Regions from separate parts of the Ovis aries genome. Here region 2 is linked to region 1. The links are chromatin contacts, called in public Hi-C maps. All regions are on one chromosome and are shown on one strand. The core of a region is the stretch at or near the end of the contact, and the rest is flanking DNA. Distances in the headings are between cores, read along the strand shown.

Region 1 (6,959 bases), core at 4,157-6,656:
ATGGCTGGCTAGATTGTACCTCTTATCTCTACCTACACTCCTTCCTATTTCCTTCTCTTGCCAGGTTTCCCTCTTCACTCTGCCCTTCAGTCCCTGAACTGGCTTTGGACTCATAACCTTTTCTGCCACATGCCCTCCATGTTAAGCCCACATCCTAATCTGCTTTGCCATGGATTGTCTCCTTCCTCTGCTTAAATCCTTCCCTAGTATCCCTGGTCTTCAACCTGCTATCTTGTCTTTTGCCAGCTGGGGTTAGAGCTCAATTTATTGACATATTTGTGTCTGTTTCTGTAAATCATCTAAAAGAGAGACTTTCTATGTTTGCCCTGGAGCTATGCTACCTTTCAGATATTAAGCACACAACATAAAGGTGAATTATTATGCTACCCTAAGTCTCTTTACAGTTAAGAAGCATTAGATATTTTGGTTTCTTCTCAAATGCAGAGAACAATTAAAGATGTTCCCAAATAGTTAACAAAAATCAATTTAGTAAATACTATTCTAAGAACGCAAATCAGAGGTAGGGACTGACTGCTTATCTTGGCCCAATCTGTAGGGACAACCAAGTCAAGCAAAGCTACTTTACCATGCAATACATATAATTTTGTAGTGAGTTTTGGAAGACAGATAATTTTTGATCAAATATATAACTGTGTGTTCATCAGGTTTAGCTTTTCAAATCTAATGATATGACACCTAGTGTTAGTTTTGAGTACTGCTGAATATTTCCATACAGAGTGTATTGAGTCTCCATTTTTAAAATTTCATTTAATTTCTTTATATACCTTGTGAGATTTATTCAGGTTATGATATAGTCTCAGGAAAGATATAACTTACTCTTTGGTATCCAAACTGTAGCATGCGATTTGAAGTCAGAAGGCTGGATTCTAGACATGGAGCTGGGTAGCTCCTGTGTTTTCTTTTTTTTTTTTTTAACTTTTAATTTTGTGTTGGGGTATAGCCAATTAATGGTGCTAGTGGTAAAGAATCTGCCTGCCAAAGCAGAAGACATAAGAGATGCAGTTTCAATCCCTGAGTCAGGAAGATCTCCTGGAGGAAGGCATGAAAACCCACTCGAGTATTCTTGCCTGGAGAATCTCATGCGCATAGAAGCCTGGTGGGGTACAGTCCATGGGGTCCCAAAGACTCAACACAACCGACTTAGCACGCATGTATACAATGTTGTGATAGTTTCAGCTGAGCAGCAAAGGGGACTCAGCCATACATAAACATGTGTCCACGCTCTGCCAAACTCCCCTCCTCTCCAGGCTGCCACATAACACTGTAGCTCCTGTGTTCTTATGCAAACTGTTTTCCTCTTCAAGTCTGTCTGAATAACCTCATTGGTAAAATGAGAGGGCTGGATCTTATGTATCTCTGCTGCTGCTGCTGCTAAGTCGCTTCAGTCGTGTCCGACTCTGTGCAGCCCCATAGATGGCAGCCCACCAGGCTCCCCTGTCCCTGGGATTCTCCAGGCAAGAACACTGGAGTGGGTTGCCATTTCGTTCTCCAATGCATGAAAGGGAAAAGTGAAAGTGAAGTCGCTCAGTCATGTCCGACTCTTAGCGACCCCATGGACTGCAGCCCACCAGGCTCCTCCGTCCATGGGATTTTCTAGGCAAGAGTACTGGAGTGGGGTGCCATATGTATCTCTAGGCTCTTTCAAACTCTAGTACCCTGTAAGATATCTTAAGCATTGGATATGTATGCCAGCCAACTCCATTTTGAAGCTTGGAATATGTCTACCCAATAAACTAGTAAATAAAACAGTTGTTAGTTGGAGGAGTATTGTTATTCTTTTGCTTAAAAAAAAACCTGATGTTATAAGTTTTAACAAAAACTAAGATAGAATTTTAATGATTTGTAGTAACGCTGTCTAATATATATCTGCTTTGCTTAATATTGAGATGGCCTAAAAGTTTGAGTCTTTCTCTACTATCTTATGAACTTTTTTGCCAACCCAATACTTGAAACTATAATGTAGCTAGTGAGACTGAGAAACTAAATTTTAATTTTAAGTGGCTCACTGGTAAAGAATCTGCCTGCCACTGCAGGAGACACAGGTTTGATCCCTGGGTTGGGAAAACCTCCTGGAAAAGGAAATAGGAATCTGCTCCAGTATTTTTAGATCTTCCCTGTAGTTCAAAGGGTAAAGAATCTGCCTGCAATGTAGGAGGCCTGGGTTCAATCTTTGGGTTGGCAAGATCCTCTGGAGAAGGGCATGGTAACCCACTCTAGTATTTTTGCCTGGAAAATCCAAGCAGAGGAGCCTGGTGGGCTACAACCCATGGGTTTGCAAAAGAGTTGGACATGACTTAGTGATGAAACAACAAAAAATAACAAGTTTTAATTTAAATTTAAATAGTCACATATGACTAGTGGTTGCCATCTTAGACCATATAAATTTACAGAGTGTAGGAAATATGGGAACTTCTTGATAAATTTAAAGTGACGTTCACCAATATACTTAAATTGGTGTTTTGTATGCTGATTGACTATATGTGACTCTTGTTATTTCATATTCACCACTCCCATTTTTTTGCGGGGGGCAGGGGCAGATTTCACTATACAAGTGCTTTAGGACTGATTCCATAATTGAATTCTCTCTCATGGTTTCAGCTATGTAAGTTTGATTTAATAGAATTAAGGTAAAGCGAAGATTTTTTTTTTTTCCTTCTGGTTCACAACAAGGAAGAAAACATGCAAAAACAGAGAACACTTTGTAACAATTAGTAAGCATGAATTTCAATGCCCAACCCCTATAATTCTTTTTCTAAGCTAATTTTTTTGTGTTTGAAAATTCAGTTTAAAGAAAAAGCTCAGGAGTCCCATGAGATATTGAAATGTATGCTTTTCTTTTTATTATAGTGTCTGCAAAGAAAAATGGACAGTTTTTAAAAATGTTGATTAACTTAAATTTTAGCTTTCTTGAATTCTACTCTGAAAATACTAAAGGATTTTGAATAGAAACTTCATCCCATTTTATTCATTCCAAATTATTTATTGTTAGGTATACTTTCTCTTGTGCTCTTGCAGTTAAAATTTAATCTACTCATCTAACTCTTTCACTAGTGTATAATATCTTGATTTCTATGGCATCATAGAACATATTTTAATTTAACCACTATTGCCAGATAAACAACTCCTCCAACAACACACAAACACCCAAACATACAGACATACATATACACGTGCATATTCAATTGCTCAGTCGTGTCTGACTCTTTTCCATCAGATAGGCAGGCTCCTCTGTTCATGGGATTTCCCAGGCAAGAATACTGGAGAAGGTTGCCATTTCCTCCTCCAGGGGATCTTCCCAGCTCAGGGATTGAACCCACATCTCTAGCGTCTCCTGCATTGGCTGGCAGATTCTTTATCACCAAGCCACCTGGGAAGCCCCATGTATTACACATACATATTCACAAACACACACATACATATATACACTCATACACACATTTTTCTAAGACTTAGGATGACTGGGAGCAACTTGTGTGTGTTAGGCGCTCAGTCGTGCCCAACTCTTTGCGACCCCATGGACTGCAATCCACCAGGTTCCTCTGTCCATGAGATCTTCCAGGCAAGGATACTGGAGTGGGTTGCCATTTCCTTCTCCAGGGGATCTTCCCAACCCAGGAATTGAACCTGGATCTCCTGCACTGCAGGCAAATTCTTTACCGACTGAGCTACAAGGGAGCAACTTACTATATTGTTATTGAAAGGACCTCTCTAACAAGGTGCATATGCATGGGACGATTTGCTCCAAAGTAAGTAGAAAAATGATATGTGACTTATAAAAATTGGTTGTAATATCTATAATGAGTTTATGTTTTTCATCCCTAAGTCTGCCCTATCCCAAATTTCCCCCTTATTATAAAATTACTGTGCAAAAAACCCACATTGCTACTCCCATTTGTATGCCAAATATTCAGAACTCACCTTGTCACTCCCATGTGTATGTACTTTGAGCATTTAAAAATGCAAAACTCTTGTATTTTTCTGCCATCCAATCAGTCTAGCACTTATCTAGAGTAACAACAGGTCAAAGCTCAACTAAATGTATTTTTTGCAACATTATAAAAAATAATGTTTTTAATAATGATCACAAAGCACTACAAAACCCAGAACTGGCTTCTGAAATGAAGGTTGAACTTAACTTATGAAAAATTAAGCATTATAAATGTGATTTGATTTCAATTTCTTAGAAAATGGTAAGCTTCTATAAATTTCCTTAACTGTGTACACACTTATAATGTATGTTTTCAGAATGTATGATTAGACAGAATGTCCTATTCTGCAATCATTTTGGAAAAAAGGGAAGTTCCATGCATCTACTTTTACTTTACTACAGGAAGCATGATATGAATTATCTCTGCTCTCTGGCTTATCACATTTTGAAAGTCGTTTTATTAGCATGAACATTGCTATTCTATTTTCATCAGAGTGGCAGATGAAAACTCCTTAGTAACAAGTATTTCCATATGGAATATTGCTGTGATTGCATATTCTGCTTATTTATTCCATTCAGCCATTTAGATACTTACATTTGTTATTAAATTAAAAATATTTGTGACATATTTTTCTTTTACAGATCCTGCTTAAGTTATTAAATCCCTTGGTCCTAGATCAGTTTAGCTAGTTTTTTATCATAAATGCCCAGTAGATGGCAGTCTATGCACTAACATTCACAGAACACCATCCTCTTAAACCGTACTTGTTAAAAATATGCATTTTGGAAATTTTGATGAAGTTTCACATAATGAAGCTGAAACTCAGCTTTAAGCTACCTCCTGATTCATTTTTGGCCATTGAAGACCAATATAAATGGAACATATACCTGCTTTTTTGTTTCATTTTGTTTGAAAACAATTTTGATGTAAAAAAACAAGAGATATTATTAAATTAAAAGGTCCACAAAAACTGGAATGATAAAGTTAATAAGCAAATTTTCTGAGTTCTCTTGATTTGTTAGAAAGGATCAGACTAGAGGATGTGATTCCAGATCAAGATGCTCTCCTTTTGAATGTCACCAGCAGCATACCACCTGATGCCCTATCTGTTGAAGACACAATTCATAGGTAATTGTAGGAAGAGTTATTCATATTAAATACTGAAAATTGGCTTGCATAGGGTTTCAATATGATTTAATAAAAGGGAAATTTGAAAAGAGAGAGAAATGATAATGGAATGTTTTCTCCTAAAGGAATAGGAATTTCCAGGGGGGCCTTTGCCTTAGGGGCTGTTCTTGTCTATCTCAAAATACTTGGGCAAGATAAAGAACCTATCCCAGTCCACTGGAGAGCAGAGAGGAAGAATCATTGTTTCTAGGAGTCAATGCTTTCAGAGCATCTGCTGTGAGTTTTGTTGGAGATAAGCAGATATGAGGCTGCTGGAGGTGATGAGGTAGCTGCAGCTGGTGGTGAGGGTCCAAGGAAGGTCAAGAAGGAATCTTTCCTGGCCAAATGATTAGGAAGGTACTAGGTGAGGCAGACTGTATGGAACCCAAGAGGGTGTGCCCTGATGTGGAAGAGTAGTAGAAAATCAGGGAAGGTGAGAAAAGATGTATCAGGTGTAAGTCTTCACACATGATGTTTGCTTGACTTCTAATGCTCTTCTCCCCTCTACTTTTCACTGGATGTTATCTTGTCAGTCTTCATGTCTCAGCCTTACAGTCAGTATTTCTTCAGTAAATGAATGAATGGATGAACATGCAGAAAAAATTAACGTTCTGGTCCCAAGAGTTTGAAAGTACAGCAGAGGCAGCAACTATAGCCTTGGTAACAGTAACAGGGCAGAGCTGTTCCATGGGAAGGGTAGCAAGCTCTTGTCACCCTGAGAAAGCCACAGAGATTCTATAAGGAGATGTGATAAGGTCAGGTTGAGAGCTTAAGAAGAGATCAAAGGAATTCCATGTGCCAGTTTTTATCCAAAAAAATTGAAAGCAGGGTTTTGAAGAGATATTTTTATACTCATGTTCATAGTAGCATTTTTCACAATAGACAAAAGATGGAAGTGATCCAAATGTCCGTTGACACACGAGTGGATAAACAACACCTGGTATGTGCCAAAGAATATTATTCAGCCTTAAAAAGGAAGTAAATTCTGACACATATTATAACATGGATGAAACTTGAGAACATTATACTAATGAAATAAGCCAGTCACAAAAAGACAAATACTGTTTGATTCCATTGAAATGAAGTATCTAGAGTAGTCAAGCTCACAGAAACAGAAAGTAAAATGGTGATTGTGGGGGGCTGGGGAAGGGTCAAATGAGAAATTGTTGCTTAATGGGTACATAATTCAGTTTTCAGGGTGACAGATTCTAGAAATTGGAAGCAGGGCAATGTGAATACGCTTAATGTTATTGAACTGTACACTTAAAATTTGTGAAGAAGGTAATTTTATGTGAATTTTATCATAATTTTAAGAGTGTTAAAAAAAGAGAGGATGGTGCAGGGTAGATTGCTTCACCCAGCATCTGCATCTTTGTTTTGCTTGGGGCTGAGATAGTTCAGCCTTGTTGAAACCATTGAGATTTAAGCATTTATAGCACAATACTCATGCCACCTATGCTCTAGTTGAGCCTTGACTCTATGACCCTGCCTTCTTGAATTTCAGTTTTGTTAACTAGGTTCTTGCTTCCCTTAAAAAGCATAGGCCTAATGTCTCTAGGGCTGGGGTTTGCTTTATTCTTTCCATCCCTTCTTTTCTTAAACCTAATTCTTGCCCAGAAGTGGAGCCTGACCTTGAGACCCTGACTTCCTGCCAATTGACTTCCTTAAAAAGATGCTCCAGCTAGGGTGACCAACCACCAAGGGTAGCCCAGACTGTCTCTGTCTTAGCACTGCAACCCCCATATCCTGGGAAACTCCTTGGTCCTGAGCAATCCTGCATGTAACTATCTTCAGTCTGTTGGTGTGTTCTTTGGCATTGGACCCTCCAGTACCTGTCCAATA
Region 2 (7,207 bases), core at 4,224-6,723, 330 kb after region 1:
AGGAAATGGCAACCCACTCCACTATTCTTACCTGGGAAATCCAGTTGACAGAGGAGCCTGGTACATGGGGTTGCAAAGAATCAGACACAACTTAGTGACGAAACAACATCACACTATCATTCTAACTATCTACATGTTTGCAATTACAAGAGTCATCTGGAGGAATATCTTTCTGCTCACAATGACTCCCTAAATAGCTGACCCTACCCGCACCCCCCACCCCTTATTCTCACTGTTTCTCCCTCAAATCTCATTCAAGCAGATTTTTAACTGTTTACTTACATTGCATGAGTCTACCCTCTGGAATTAAACTATTTTGTCCAGTATGAAACTAGTATTAATTAGATTTTCTTTGGGGGAAATTTGGAATCAGAACCTAGAGACAGCCCATCAGTCTCTCATTGTGACTGAACCCAGAAATGTTAGGGCAGCCCTCTTTCACTGGACTGAGGACTGGAGAGAATGTGTCTACAGCAAAGAGAAAAATGGAGCAGATGTGCATGGGAGACCTGGAATGAGAGAAAGATGGGAAGAGATCTGATGGCTGCCCAGACTATTTCTGTTCTTTCTTTAGGTCAATGACTTCCTGCCTGTACCTTTATGATGAGTAATCTTTTTTGGCCATTTGGAAAAGAAACAAAAATAATGCTAACCAAAAAGATATGCTACCTAGTTCCACAAAGAATCTGAAGCAGGTCAAAGGGGGAACTCATATAATCATATAGTCTGGACAAAATAATAGAGATACTTGAGTTATAGTTGCTATGTTAGTGGAGGGTCAGATTTTGTTCAAAATTTCCTGGAAGTAAGATTAAAGGGAAATTACAGTTATTTTTTTCACTCTCAATTTCAGAAACGTGGAAATGAATGCCTTCCTTTGGAGAGTGAAGCTCTATTAGTACTGACATCTAATAGTAATTTTCTTGGGCCGTGGGGTAAATAATCCATGTGAGAGAGTTCACAGCCTTCCCTCAGTCCACTCAGAGTGTCAAAGAGGTTCCCAGTTCTCACTTGTAAAGATAAAGGGCAATGCTTAGAATCATAGAGTAATGTGGACTTCCATTTGTAGCTACTAGGTAGGTCCTTATTCTTTAGTATTTTAATGGCTTTGACCTCCATTTGTTATTTGTATATATTCTGATTCTGAATCTTATTTTCCCCAGTTGGCCTCATTTCCTTTTTTTGTGTTAGAATTCTTTACTTCTCTTCTCTCTAGAACATAAAGCCCCATAACAGCAGGGATCTTGTCTCATTTACTACATTGCAAACTGCGGCCATTCCAGACATATAGCAGATGCTCAATAAACATTAATTGAGTGAGTGAGTGAATGGATGAGGCACTGGAGAGAAATGGAAATGGCAGAGGTCAAGAGAGGAGAAGTTGGACAAGATTGGGGTTTGGGGGACTTGTGGACAGAGCAGATGGAGGTCTGAGGAAAACAGGCAGGACAGAAGAGGGAATTCTTAAAATAAGTATTGCTGGAGCAATGTACTTTGATTTTGTAGCAATATATTTTTTAAATATTTAAGTAAACCTTGATTTTTTTTTTAGCTTACAGCTCCTGAGCTGTTTCTTCTACTGTTGTAGTTTTTAGAAATGACCAAATGAATTCCATCAAACTTAGTAAAATTCTCACTTAATTTTCATGGCTTATAGAGATCTCACTTAATTCATTTTGTTATTTACCATTTTAAGGCACAAATTAGATAGACAGAATGAGATGGTGGTGGTGGTGAGGCAAGCCAAGCAAAATCTGGTAATGTCATCCTAAGGACTTCACAGTTTCTCTTGCTCTGCCTCCACATAACCTCTGGTCATGTAAGTGACATCCTGCCTAAGAAAGATGCTCCCAAATGATGCCCCTGTCTCATCTCACAGGCCAACAGAAACCCCAACTTTCATAAACAATTGCCTGGCTAAAAGACTCTGAGTTCTAAATGACTATTCATTTATGCGGTCTTTGCCATTCAACAACTCAATGGTCATTTCTTTTCTTCCTGTATCAGAACACTGATTTTGCTCTGGATGGTCATGTGTCCAGTACTCAGAGTATGAATTATGATCAGATAAGTCAACTCTAGCTACTGTTTTTTTCTTCTCATGTGAAGGAGCATGTGAATTAGTTCTAGCTAATGAAATGGAAGGGTAGGTAGGTCTGCTGGGGCCTCTGGGGATTTTTCTCCTTATTAAGAAAGTAAAATAACCTTTTGCCCTCTCTCTGCTCTGTATCTTGGATGCTATTATGTGAAGGAGGGGTGCTTGAATGGAAGGACAAACCTGAGAATGGAATGCAACGCAGAGAGGATAACAGAGCATAGAGATTAAAAACAGCTTGTTTTGAGCCAAATTTGGACTAGCCTATGTCCGGTCTTTAAGTTGATCTTAGCTGTGTTTTTAGTTATTTACAGCCAAAAGCTCATCCTTCACTAGCAATCTAAACTTGGTATGCCCCTCAGTCCTGTTTACCCCAGATATCTAGATTTTTCTGGCCTCATTTGGAAACTTGATACCCATTCTTCTTTGTGAATTTCCTAATTTGGCTCTTTTCCTTCCTACACTCCTTAACTTTACCTCTGGGCTCTCTAAAATTCAACTTCTATGAACTGCAAACTACCTTGTACTCTCAAGAGCTTCATCTTGCTCCAACTGATCCCTGGTTATCCCTCAAAGTCTTTCAAGCAGAGGCCAGCTACTTTTTCTCCCATATGGGAGTTCTGCAATGCCAGTGGAGTAGGTATCTTCCTCATTCCTCATTGTTATTTCTGATGCCAAAAGCTCAGCCTCTCTGTACACCAATGCAAAACTGAATCTCAGAGATAGAGTTTGGGGTAAAGAATAGCTTTATTGTTTGGCCATGCAAAGGGGGACAAGTGAGCTCTTGCCTTCGAAAGCTAGGTTTCACAACCTTGGGGAATCTGATGGAGTTTTATAGCAAAAATGGGGTTTATATGGGGTTGCCAGGAGTGGGGGAGCCTGGTGGGCTGCTGTCTATGGGGTCGCACAGTCTGACATGACTGAAGTGACTTAGCAGCAGCAGCTGACAAGATTAGGGTCTCTGCAGGGCCTCAGATGGTTGGTCTCCAATCTTTAAGAGCTTCTCTGGTCCCTTTAATGTTGCCTCACGTGATTTCTTGGCTGCTTCTCCTCTGATTAGCAACTGTCCGAATCTGCCTTTTGGAATTCAGAGAAGACTGGAGTCTTGCCTACAACAAATGGGGCATAAGAAGACTTCTGTGCCCAGGAGCCCCTCATGATCCTTCTTGGTTTCATGTCAATTCCTTTTTGTTTCCTCAGTCACAGTTCTTTAAAATGTATCTAGTACATGGCTACAGACTTTACCATCTATTTCTATCCTTAGATGCCATGTTCTATCAAATCCAGCACACTCCTTCATTTTTTAACATGACTTTAGCCTCTGGCTCATTCTTCTCTCTGCTGATTTCCCTATTGTTATTCTCAATGGTGGTGGTGTTTAGTTGCTAAGGCTTGTCTGACTCTTTGAATCCCATGGACGGCAGCATGCCAGGCTTCCTGTCCTTCACTATTTCCCAGTTTACTCAAACTCATGTCCATTGAGTTGGTGATGCCATCTTCTGTTGCCCCCTTCTCCTCCTGCCCTCAATCTTTCCCAGCAACAGGGTCTTTTCCAGTGAGTCGGCTCTTCACATCTGGCCAAACTACTGGAGTTTCAGCTTCACCATCAGTCCTTCCAATGAATATTCTGGGTTGATTTCCTTTAGGATGGACTGGTTTGATCTCCTTGCAGTCCAAGGGACTCTCAAGAGTCTTCTCCAACACCACAGTTCCAAAGTATCAGTTCTTTGGTTTGCAGCCTTCTCTATGGTCCAACTCTCACATTTGTACATGACTACTGGAAAAACCATGCTAAGTCACTTCAGTTGTGTCTGACTCTTTGCAACCCTATGGACTGCCAGGCTCCTCTGTCCACGGGATTCTCCAGGCAAGAATACTGGAATGGGTTGCCATTTCCTCCTCCAGCATCTTCCCAACCCAGGGATTGAACCTGCATCTCCTGCTACCCTTGCATTGCAGGCAGATTTTTACCACTGAGCCACCAGGGGAAGCCCATACCTTTAAGTATGTGGACCTTTGTCAGCAAAGTGATGGCTCTGCTTTTTACTATGCTCTCTAGGTTTATCATTGCTTTTCTTCCAAGGAGTAAGTGTCTTTTAATCTCATAGCTGCAGCTACCATCCACAGTGATTTTAGAGCCCAAGAAAATAAAATCTGCCACTGTTTCTACTTTTCCCCCATCTATTTGCCATGAAATGATGGGACCAGATGCCATTCAAATGTTTTTTGAATGTTGTTTTAAGCCAGCTTTTCACTTTCCTCTTTCGCCCTAATCGAGAGGCTGTTTAGTTCCTCTTCATTTTCTGCTATTAGGGTGATATCATTTCCATGTCTGAGTTTGTTCTCTCTCCCAGTGATCTTGATTCCAGCTTGTAATTCATCCAGCCTGGCATTTCACATGATGTACTCTGCATATAAGTTAAAAAAAAGAGAGTGACAATATACAGCCTTGACGTACTCCTTTACCAATTTTGAAGTTACTGTTCTTGGTGACTTCAATATATTTGTAGATGTCCAACCCACACTCAGGCCTGTTATTTCCTAGACTCCTCAAATCCAACAATCTTTCCTCTGTTCTATTCAGTGTAACTGTGAGAGAGAGGATCAGTGGGACTTAGCCAGGTCTCTAGACTCCTAACTCCAGCCCTCCTTTGAACTATGCCATGATGCTTTCAAAGTTAGTCACTACTTGAGAATGTCAATTCAAATGTTTCTGCATTCAATGGCGGGCTCTAGTAAAGATACTTGGGTACAAGTTGTTTGTGTTATTGTTTGAAGGTCAAGATATCCTGGGGAAAAGTATCACTGAAGAAAAATCAATAGTCTCCTTTAAAAATGTCAGCATAAAATGCCATTCAAAACAATATGAAAGGTTAATGATGTCTTGAGGGTTTCAAAATACATTATCAGATTAAATAGAAGCTACAATGACATGTTGTCAGCCCATGAAGAGGCAAAATACTTAGTTAAAGCTATTTAAACATCTAGTAAATACATGAAAAAAACTCTCATTAATCAAGCAAGAATGTGTTTTAGGTTGTTTGCTCAAAACACACGCATGTACCCCAGTGAGTCCTTTCATGTATATGAATATCTAGTTCAACGTTAAGAGTTCTCACTGAGCACTCAAATTGGGAGAAGTCAGGGCGGGGCAGGACGTATCTAACGAGAATGTGTGGTAAAGTGCTATTTTATGGAGGCACTGATAGAGTCATAAGTTTTCTGAGGAATTAAGTGAACAGCCAGAAGACAAGTTCAGATGTGCCAGGGCATCTTAAGACAAAGGCTTAATGCTCATCTTGGGCTGTGGTGTCTCTTTGGTAACCATGGTGACGTTGGATGAGCTTAAACACTGCGTGTTGAAAATTCCTTAAGAATGAGTCAGTAATGAATCTCTTGACTTCGGTGAAACTGGGCTGAAATACTTCAAAGTCAGATTTGGAAATCTGTGCTTGAAGACTTCAGAGTCACAGAAGCTTCAGCTAGAGTTGATTAAAGGAAAAACAACCTTCAGCCCCTCATTTAAAAAAGAAAAAAATTAAATAAAAAGGACACCATACTGTAAAGTATGATGACTAGTTTCTTGAGCAACTTGTATTTCTTAAAGGGACTGGATAACAAAAATGCACTGATTTCTTAAAATTACAACTGTATTCAAAAGTTAAGAGCAAAATCCTTCTGTTTAGAGATGAATACATGTGTGCTCAGTCGTGTCCAACCCTTGGAAACAATCTGGACTGCAGCCCGCCAGGCTCCTCTGTCCATGGGATTCTCCAGGCAAGATTATGGGAGTGGGTTGCCATTTCCTACTCCAGGGAATCTTCTCAACCCAGGGATCAAACTTGCATCTCCCGCATTGGTAGGAGGATTCTTTACCACTGAGCCACCTGGGAAGCCCTTAAAAGATGAATAGGATATGCAAATTCTGTGGATGAGTTCATGATTAGTCATTCTAATATGTCTGATTCTTCCAATAAGGATGCTAAATGTATTACTTCAATATACTCCACCAACTGATGTGTCAAAATCTTCTTTCGAACTTCCTGGGTCTCAGGAAAGAAATATCTCCCTTCTCTTTCTGCATCTAACATTGCTGTTCTCAAGTACTCACTGCTGAACAGGTGAATAAGAGGGGAAAGGCATTTATTTTCTTACTGTCTGTGGTACCTTTATTGTGTGGTTCATATTCCAGTATCCTGTCCCTCCTATCTAGTCCCTCTCAGGCTAAGGGTCTCTCAACTGCTAATTATCAATACACAGACATGTTAGTCAAATGCCTGCTATACTGAGTACAAAAAGGGGATAAGCTATATATTTGAAAAATATAACTTAAATGGGATTTGGATGATAGAAATTTCCATTTATTGACCCCATAGGCAGTTAAGTAGGCCAAAAGGTTATTCTTCATATCTATTTTTGAAGGAAAAAATGTACACATTCAGATAGAAATATTACTTTCTTATCTTTTCCCCATTGCAAGGGGAGGATTTAATGCTGGCACCTGTATCAAGTAAGCCATTATTTAGAATTGAAGTCAGTGCAGAAAATAAAGTGATGACTATATAAAGTGGGGTGACCATATCCTAAGTGCTAGAGGAAAAGAAAATCTTATAAATCTAGTAACCATCTTACTCTCTTGTTAAGTGCTTAAAGGGCAAAGTATTTGAAAACCCTTTTGCTAAAAAAAAAAAAAAAAAGTGATAAACAATGAAAATGGTGCACATTCTCTTGCATTACATTTCATTACAGTTCATTCTATTGTATTACAAGGCCAAAGTAAAACTAAGTCAGGGTAATGAATCAAAACAAAGATTCTATATTCCTCAGGCAAAGTAGTTTCCTCTTCCAGGAAATCATGCAATCAGTATCTCAGGTAGCGAGAGATGGATTTAACCAAATTTCTTGAGCTTCTCCATCTCCAAAACAGCCTGCTTCAATCTCAGCTCCAGGAGAGGAGAGGCTGCGCAGGCAGACCTGTGAAGAGTAGTTCTGTTAACTGCAGAGAAACTGTTTCAGTTTATTCTCACTTAGCCATGTTTGGGAAAATTAAGCTGTTAAACTTCACAGAAAAAATGCAATGGAAATATATCTTTTGCCATTTGAGACAAAGGT

What was found. Hi-C and Micro-C count contacts between places; a contact is called where the count stands out from the background.
Region 2: a contact with region 1 is called in a Hi-C map of blood, with 5 times the contacts expected there. The contact joins two enhancer-like sites. A contact is called at or near these places in 9 of 16 Hi-C or Micro-C datasets (blood, hypothalamus, liver and 5 more).

What each region holds. Positions count from the first base shown.
Region 1 is chr4:53,312,050-53,319,008 of ARS-UI_Ramb_v3.0, forward strand. All of the region lies in intron 1 of TFEC (transcription factor EC), which reads left to right. Among named protein-coding and RNA genes, the nearest start is that of CAV1, 61 kb to the right of the region's middle. Within about 2 kb of position 5,407, at least 2 of the 54 cell types and tissues checked have an H3K27ac peak or open chromatin away from gene starts, as enhancers often do.
Region 2 is chr4:53,644,253-53,651,459 of ARS-UI_Ramb_v3.0, forward strand. All of the region lies in intron 2 of TFEC (transcription factor EC), which reads left to right. Among named protein-coding and RNA genes, the nearest start is that of TES, 68 kb to the right of the region's middle. Within about 2 kb of position 5,474, at least 8 of the 54 cell types and tissues checked have an H3K27ac peak or open chromatin away from gene starts, as enhancers often do.